2 separate regions of the Mus musculus genome follow, and region 1 is linked to region 2. Evidence: chromatin contacts called from public HiChIP or PLAC-seq data. All regions are on one chromosome and are shown on one strand. The core of a region is the stretch at or near the end of the contact, and the rest is flanking DNA. Distances in the headings are between cores, read along the strand shown.

The links. HiChIP or PLAC-seq counts read pairs in DNA pulled down with a chosen protein or histone mark.
Region 1: an HNF4G HiChIP or PLAC-seq map of pancreatic cancer cells shows a contact between it and region 2. The contact joins the enhancer-like site here to the promoter of Fam234b in region 2. A contact is called at or near these places in 2 of 39 promoter capture datasets (the HPC-7 cell line and pre-B cells), 1 of 484 Hi-C or Micro-C datasets (the N1E-115 cell line), 6 of 115 datasets of contacts at active chromatin or transcription factors (the 230-238 cell line, bone marrow-derived macrophages, large pre-B cells and 2 more) and 3 of 9 other capture datasets (adipose tissue, liver and pancreatic islet).

What each region holds. Positions count from the first base shown.
Region 1 is chr6:135,321,742-135,325,981 of GRCm38.p6, reverse strand. No RefSeq gene overlaps it. Among named protein-coding and RNA genes, the nearest start is that of Gm36582, 4.3 kb to the right of the region's middle. Within about 2 kb of position 2,346, at least 195 of the 459 cell types and tissues checked have an H3K27ac peak or open chromatin away from gene starts, as enhancers often do. A contact at or near this core is called in the 230-238 cell line, the HPC-7 cell line, the N1E-115 cell line and 5 more, where this site is marked.
Region 2 is chr6:135,195,454-135,199,626 of GRCm38.p6, reverse strand. Fam234b (family with sequence similarity 234, member B) reads right to left here and starts at 1,640. Exons shown (of 13, transcript NM_028982.4): 1 at 1,526-1,640. The coding sequence starts at 1,562. It overlaps Gm36533 (a long non-coding RNA gene), which reads left to right and starts at 1,603. Exons shown (of 2, transcript XR_869506.2): 1 at 1,603-1,751.

The DNA.
Region 1 (4,240 bases), core at 1,097-3,596, 130 kb before region 2:
GCTCTGTGCTGTGAAGTAGATCCCTCAAAGGATTTTCAAGATGACAGGTCTGTATGAGAAAACTCGGAGCCTCTGTGTTCTTCTCCTCCTCTGTGCAGAGGAGCAGATCAGTGGTGAGGTTCTCCAAGGAAGGACATGGGGCTGGAGAGATGGCTCGCCTTTCAAAAGCACTTACTGCTCTTTCAAAAGGGTTTGGTTCCTGGCACCCGCATGGCGGCTCAGGACTACCTCTACCTCCAGTTCCAAGGGGTCGAATGGCCTTTCCTGACCCGGAAGGGTGCCTGTAGTCGTGTACACATACCTTCACATGGACAGACACATGTACTCATAATCTTAAGATGATAAAAACAAGCCATTTAAAAATTAAATATTAAAGAACGGGACTTCAGCAATCCCGTTTGAAAGTGCAGGCGGCTGTACATTGGCAGAGTTTGCATTTTCTCCACACGTTACTTAGACATCATTCCTGCTGGGGAGTGAATTTTCCTCGCTGGCTAGCAGAAGAGCAAGAGCAAACAGGCTAACTGTGCAAACAGGGTAGATTCAGGTTAGACAGCTAGAGAAATGTCTTCCCTGCTGAGGAAGTCAGTCACCAACCTACTTCATTCAAGTAGATTCCCGCCCCAGCCCCCACTTCCGACCCCTGATTTTGGTGTGGCTCTGAATGATCTGAGGGCAGCAATTCTGTGCCTGTGTGATAACTTTATTACATTCGCATGCAAAGGGTCAGGGCAGCCTGTAGAACAACAAGCCATTGCCCAACCCTGGACCCTCCCAGAGAACCTCTGCCCAGTCAGATCTCACCTTTCCTCCCAGGTTCCCATACTAGGTGACAAGCAAGAACCAGAAGGCACCTGAGTCATGAGTCATGTGACTGAAAGTGCACACGGGGCCTCTCTCCACACTTGGCAGGGTCCCGTGAAACTGTCCTGTGAACAGAGAAGTGCTCAGAAGGCACAGGTGCGTGTCACAGAGCTCCTCAGGGCCGCTGTCCAGCCGTCCAAGATTAGAGAAAACGCATGCATGCAAATCATTTCTGAGCATTTCAGACGGCCACAGAAGTGACCGTGGTTTCTAGCTGGCATCTGCCAGAAGCTGTGGTTCCACAGGACTTCCCATTCTCATGGTCCAATGGAGGATGGTATTCATAGCTGCTCTTTGCTAATTCCCTGGCTGTATTCAGGTTCTAGTTAGTCAGTTATCAGGCTAGTTAGTCCACTGGTTGGTTATTTAGTTAATCAGCTAGTTAGATGAGAGTTGGCTAGTTAAATACCACAGAACATAATCTACCCTCAAGAAAATGACTATCTTTCACAGACCTCCCATTCCTTGAAGGAGAGGTTTCCAGGCAGAAACGTCTCTTCCCAATTCAGCAGTTTCTGGTTTTTAAGAATAATGTACTCTTGGAGGGAGGAAAGGGAAGGAAAGATATGTTATAATCTCAAAAAGTAGGGGGGGAGTGCTTAAAAAAACGGGATGGAGTCACAGATGAGTCAAAGCAGTCAGAACTTCAGAGCATCGGGTGCAAGCTCAGAGCATCTGGTACAAGCCATCAAATCTTTTTTGAAGAAAGGAAAGCTAAGCCCAGGAGATGAGGTGGCCTGACCATCGTGAGAGCACTTTACCTTGGGGTGGACCCACCAGCATCCCCAGTGAATCAGGAGGAAGCAAGCTGTTTCCCCTCTTGATGTAAGACATAGGTTTGCTCAACTTGGGCAAATATAATTTTAGACATTTCTCCTTCCTGTCTCTGCCCTAACTCCTAACACACACACACACACACACACACACACACACACACACACACACACACACACACACCACTGACATGCATACAATGCCTGTTCTGTTTTTTATCTCCATGGGATTTGTGGTTTACAGACATCATCTATTCTCCCAGCGGAAGTGTGATTGATAATGAAAACCCAATTAATACATACTAATTTTTTAAAATTTTTTTAAATTTATGTTTGAAAACCACAAGTTTAAAAAAAAATAGATTTGGCTTCCTGACTCATTGAGGGCACAGGAAGTGGCTCCAGCTGGCAAGCTCTAGCCGATGGCAAACAATGGCTCCCTGCCATCTGGTTCTGCCATGCAACCATTTTTCCATTCTCATCCAGCCGCACAGTTCAGTGCTTTATTGCCAGAGTGCATCTATCGGGTCGAGCCACCGCACCATCACCAGAGCAGAACAGCCTGCTGCAGACAGTGTGACATGCATGCAAGAATCTGGCTTTCAAACCAAAGACCTAAGGGTGACTTGGTTGCAGATGGTCTCACCCAAGGCATTAATTGACTGGCAGCTTCAAAGGGAAGTCAGCATTTCCACAGTGCCCTGAGAATGAATGAGATCATATTCGGGGGAAGCCCTTATGACATTGCTGTGGGAGTAAGCGTGAGGGATGCTCGGGCGGCGGACCGGACCGGGCAGCAGAGTTCTCAGCCCAAGAGGAAGTCTGCCAGCAGCCAGGCGGGGCCGGAGGCGGGGCTGGAAGTTGGAACTGTAGTCTGCCCCACCTGTGTACACAGGAAAGCGCCTCTTCCCACAGCCCTAAGAGGGGGCACCACTGGGGCAGGCAATAGCTAGGGCCAGCTGTGTGCACAATCCTGGAATGTTCCCTGTCCATTCCTGGTTCTCAGGCTTCTGTGGTAGTTTAAAGAGGCTATGTTGCTCCTGTTCTGGCCCACTCTTTCCTGTTCCCAGCTTGCGCTTGTGCAAAGGGAGGGCATACTGAAGAGCCTGTGCCTGTTCCTGCCCTTTCTCCCAGCTCCTCTCCCACTCCACTTCAGGGTATCGGCAGAATTTTCAAGAAATGACCAGCTGCTCGCCAGCACTGAAACCTCACATTCTCCGCCTCCAAAGCCTTCATCTTCTCTAACAGGACAGTGAGCATCTTCCTTCCTGGACTCCTGACACCTTTCTCCTCCCTCCTAAGCCCGCCTCCCTCACCAGGCCCCACCCCGTCTCCTGACCTCCACCCATAGCTCATTTCATTTCTCCTCCTACTAGACTTCTGCTACCCTCTAACAATCTTGAAAATCTTCCTGGACGGCCTTTCTGTTACTCACTCTGCTCACAATAACAGTGCTATTGTCCTGCCACGCCACGCCCTTGGGCCAGCAGTCACAGGTCATGCTCTGTGGAGGCTTCACTGCAAACAAAGGTCACCACAGAATTGTAAAAAGGTGGTGCCTGCCTTGTGCTCTGCATTCTTCCTCTGCGGTATTGGTGTTCCATGCCATGGAAGCCAGCTCTTCCGGAGCTTCTGTGACAGTATGGCCTCCCTGTCTCCATCTTTCCCTCTGTCCCCACACAGTCTAGTCTCAGTCAGCTCTTCTTCCGTAAATGTCTCTGGACACATAGAACCATCACCATTCCATTCTATTCCCACTAACATTATCCCTGGTTCAGGCTGATCTTTCTGCCATCCTCCATCAAATAAATATGTTTAAAGTGCATATATGCTAGACTATGGGCCACAAACTGGGAGAGCAAAACAGATGGAGCCTCACCTTGCTTCACCAACGCAACTTACAGCTGTTAGAGGAGACCGACCTTGCCCAAGGAAACACTAATGGATATATAATTACAAGTAGAAGTGAGCAATGTGGAAGACAAAACACAGTTAAGAGAAAGGAAGCATGGGCCAGGAATGGTGGCTCATGCCTGCAGTCCCAGCATGGGCTGCACAGTGAGTTCTACTGTAGCTTGGATTATAGAGTAAGACCCCGAGTCAAAAACAAAACAAAACAAAACCCCTGACAAGTGGGGAATTGGCTGAATGAATGGAAGTGGTCACCGAGGGGAGGAAGAAGTCGCTCACTGTCACAATCTCTGACACACAGCCTATTTAGTCAAAAGGAATGTAGATGATAGGCACTCAAAACACCAGACTCACTGATAAGGCTGGAGCTGGGAGGGCATAGGAGGAGGCTGGGGAGAGCAGGGTCAGCTTGCCTGAGACTCAAAACACCTGAAGTGCTCAATAAGGCTGGAGCTGGTGAGCAGGACATAGGGGCATAAGGGGGCAGGACATAGGAAGGGGCTGGAGAGAGCAGGGTTAGCTTGGCTGAGCAGGTCTGTGACTTGCCAGGGTTGCACCCTAGGACTCCTGAGGAGCTCTGACGCTAAGAGTGGCCTCTGCTTGAGCTTCCGACTTTCCTAACTCTCCACCTCTGCCTCCCTCATCACAAGTCTCCCTCTAGACTCTTCAGCCAATGCGGTCTTCAACCACCT
Region 2 (4,173 bases), core at 391-2,890:
GAAAATCCACATCACTTACAGGAAATATAGATACTGTATGTAGGCCTTAGTATTGATCATAGCTCATCCCTTAGGGCCAAACTGCCTTCCAAACACAAGAATCCATCACCCCAGGCTGTCAGCTGATGAGATAACTGTAAGCCAACACACCAAGGAGTATTCTGTGCGCAGCACATTCTCAGAGTGAAGACACAAAAGAGCTCAGGCAAGCTATTCTCCCATTATTTTTTTTTTAATGATTATTTTGAAGAGTATACAAAAGGATTGTGTTTTTCTCATATTCGCCCGGTATTATCTCTTGTTCCACCTCCACTTGACTATAACTACCTCTTTTTTTCAGTGCTTTGGGGGGGGGGGGACTTGGCTCTGTGGGTGCTAAGTAAGCCTGTACCCCGAGGTACATTCCCTTTCTGTTTTATTCTCAGAGAGTAGCAATCATCTATGCTGAACTAAAACAAGAACTCTAAAAACAAACAAACAAACAAACAAAAAGGGCTGAAAATGCCTTTGACAAGATAGCATTCAAAACCCAGGGTACTTTCGTCAAAGTCAATGTATCCTGCAGAGAAAGCAAGCCTCTCTCTTAATTTCAGTATTGTGTACACTCCAAGACAGATCGTATCACTGTTCTTTCCAGAGTTCCAAGCAGCCAGCAAAGGGGAGAAAGATCTAAAGACATGGAGTCTCTTGTTATCTAAAATACAAGGCCGGTTTCAAGGTAGCAGACTAGAAACTCTTTGAGAACAAGGTCCCTGCAACCCTCCTAGGGCCTCAGGCTTACTATCAGAGCGACCCTTTCTAACGTGGCAGAGAAAATAACTGCTTCCTGTCTTATGTGATCAGCCAATAAATGCTTATAACTTAGTGTTTAATTTTTTTAAGTGGAGCCACAGATTTTTCGAAAGCCCTAAATGTTTAAATTTTGCCAACGACAGAATAAATACACTTTGGTTAAAACAGTGCAATTCAAACAGCACAGTGTCCTGCTGTGTGATCCCGTGTGATTCAATTAGCCATTTTCCTAATCTTTCTTCTTTCCTCCTGCACACAGGAGGAAGGAGAACACCTGTCTGGGCTAGCTCACAGCGGCAAAGCTGCTGTCAGTAAGTGGATGCTGTTCTGCCCAGGCCACTCACTTACAGTCCTGCAGCCCCCGGCTCCCCCTCTGGTCCAGCCCCAGATAGCAGCAGCTAGTCCCGGCGCTCAGGGAAGGATGCTCCAATGTCTGGCCTTCCCTTGGAGACTGCGACGACATGCGCTCTGACCTGACAGTAACCGTCTCGTCCCTCCACTTTCGACCCGGCCCCGCGCACCTCCAGCAATGTCTGCCCCGGGAGTCCCCGAGAGTCCCCAAGTGTCCCCGAGCGTCCCCGGTCCCCGACTCACACCCGGGAGCCCCCTTCCTCTACCCCGGACGCTGCAGCCCTCCCAGATAACAGCCAGGCCCCGCCGCGCCACGCCTCGCCTCGCTCATCTCCCCAGGCCAGGTCTCCACAGCGTGGTCGCGGGGCTGCAGACTCCTTACCCGGGAGCTTGAGAGCCCTGGACAGCACTGTCGCCATGGCGGAGGCCCCCGTGCGCGTGCGCGCGCCGCGTCCTGCCGGGAAGTGTAGTTCGCTGCGAACCGCGCGTGGGGCTGCGGGCGGGAAAGGTGTGACCTGCCGGGAGCCCAGCTAGGAGGAGGCGCCCACTGTCGCAGGTCACTGGTGCGGCGCGGAGCCAAGGTTGAGTCGCTTGCGCCTCAGCAGCCGGTAAGGAAAGTCATCTCTCCCCAACCTGTGTATGAAGAACCTAGAATGAGGTTGTAGATACTTAAGAAGGCGCGGGCTGTGAAGTTCGCGTGGGTTTGGAATTGACAAACTGAATTTGAAGCCTGCGTGCGCAATTTACTACCTGAGCCATCTTGGCAAGTCACTGAGACTCGGCTTTGTTTGTTTGTCTGTCCTGTCTGTCAGTCAGTCTGTCCATCTGTTTTGGAGCCAGGAGTCTCAATGGAAACTGGCTTTGTAGGTGAGGGTGACCTTGAACTCCTGATCCTTCTGCTTCCACTTCCAAGCACCAGATTTGTTTGTTTGCTTGTTTCACTTACTTATCTATGGCTCAGTGTGGTTGAGCTTGCCTCTCTGAGTTTGAGGCCAACCTGGTCTACATAGAGTTACAAGCCAGCCAGGACTACATAGTGAGACCCTGTTTACACACACACACACACACACACACACACACACACACACACACACAGAGAGAGAGAGAGAGAGAGAGAGAGAGAGAGAGAGAGAGAGATGTATTCATTAGTTTGTTTACTCATTTATTGGTTTATTTGTTTATTTATTTATATATTGAGATCATGTAGTATAGACTGGCATTGAATTGGCTATGTAGTTGAAACTGGCCTGGAGTTCCTAACCCCCCACCCCCACCCCGGCCTTCACTGTGTAAGTGCTGGAATTACAGACACACAACACCACACCTGGCTGGCTCTCTTGAAATGAAAATGATGCTATCGCCTTGTTGCTTAGAGAATTAAGCGACACCATCCTTTTAAAGCACACAGCTCCTGTGACTCTTTTCCCTGTCCTAAGTGCAGTCTGAGGTATGCTGTGGCACAGACCTGGGTTTCCTGATCTCAGCTCTTTCCAGGGAAGTATTTACACTCTACCTGCTGCTGCCCTGGCTTGCGAGGTCCAGCAAACAGGAGCTGACTGGTTTCTCACTCACAGGCACCAAGAGATGGAGCTAATACTGAGAGCATTAGCTTGACCCCGGAGTGTCTCAGTTATCTAGTCATGTCTCCCCACCGTCTGCTTAATGCTGATAAACCGTTTCTGTTCCACAAGAGTTGTTCTGAGAGTCGAATATAAACGTGCAAAACACTTAGCACCAACAACTAATGTTTCGTCAGTAACCTAGTGTCCTTCTGGTTGATGTCTTATTGCTGTTATTTGAGACAGAGTCACACTATGTAAACCAGGCTGTCCTGGAACTTCCAGAGGTCTATCTGCCTGCCTCTGTCTCCCCAGTTCTGAGATTATAGACATGTACCATAGCACATGGCTAATTAATGTTTTGATTTTTAATTTACTAAGTAATAAAATTGTAAATTTGGGGGCTAGAGAGATGGCTCAGTGGTTAAAAGCACTGGCTGCTCTTCCAGAGGCCCCAAGTTCAATTCCCAGCACCCACATGGCAGTTCACAACCTTCTGTTAACTCCATCAATGCCCTCTCTGGCTTCCTTGGGCACCAGGAACACACATGGCACATAGATAAGCATGCAGGCAAAACACCCATGCACATGAAAATAAATAAAACTTTTTAAATAAAAGGAGTAAGCCAACCTACACCACAATTAATATTAACAATGGTGTTAATTTTAATGACTTAACACTTAATGACTTAAGTGTTAATTCTTCTTTAACATTTGTCTTGTATATGTACATTTATTTATCTTGTGTATGTATGTGTGTGAGTCTGAGTAGATGCATACTTTTGAAACCCCATGCTCTCTTTCCACTGTGTGGGTGTTGGGAACTGAACCCAGGTGGTCAGTGCTGACCCAGGCACCACTAAGCCATATCACTGGCCCCTTACCTGCTAATACTTTCAGTGTTCTATAATTATTGAGATGTTCACTGTTTTCCAGTTTCTCTGCATATGCTTAAAAACCATATTTTATACCAATGTAGGTCATCCAAGGAAAGAAACAAGTCACAACAAGCAGGTAGCTGCTTGCCTGGTATCAGATTTAGTCATTAGAACACAGTCAGCGTCGGTAGCCCTGGAGTATGAGGATATAGAAGGTCAGGAGCTTGAACACCCGGGACAGGGAGGTGACCAGAACAGCCAGGTAACACAGGGCAGAGAAAGGAGAAAAGCCCGTGCACTTTCCATAGTGAAAAGATAAAAGGATGTCCCTGTGCGTGTAATGCAAATGACATGAAATAGTTCAACGTTACAGTTTGAAAACTTTGCAACTGGGCATGGTGACACACCTGTAAAGTCAGTACTCAGGAGGCGGTGGCAGCTTGGAAATCTAGTTCAGTGTGCCAGCCTGGGTTGTGTAAAGAGATACTATCTCAGTTTTTTGGGGTTTTTTGGTTGGTTGGTTGGTTGGTTGGGTTTTGTTTTGGTTTTTGTTTTTTGTTTTTTTGTAAATAGGATCCAGGGAGATGGTTGGG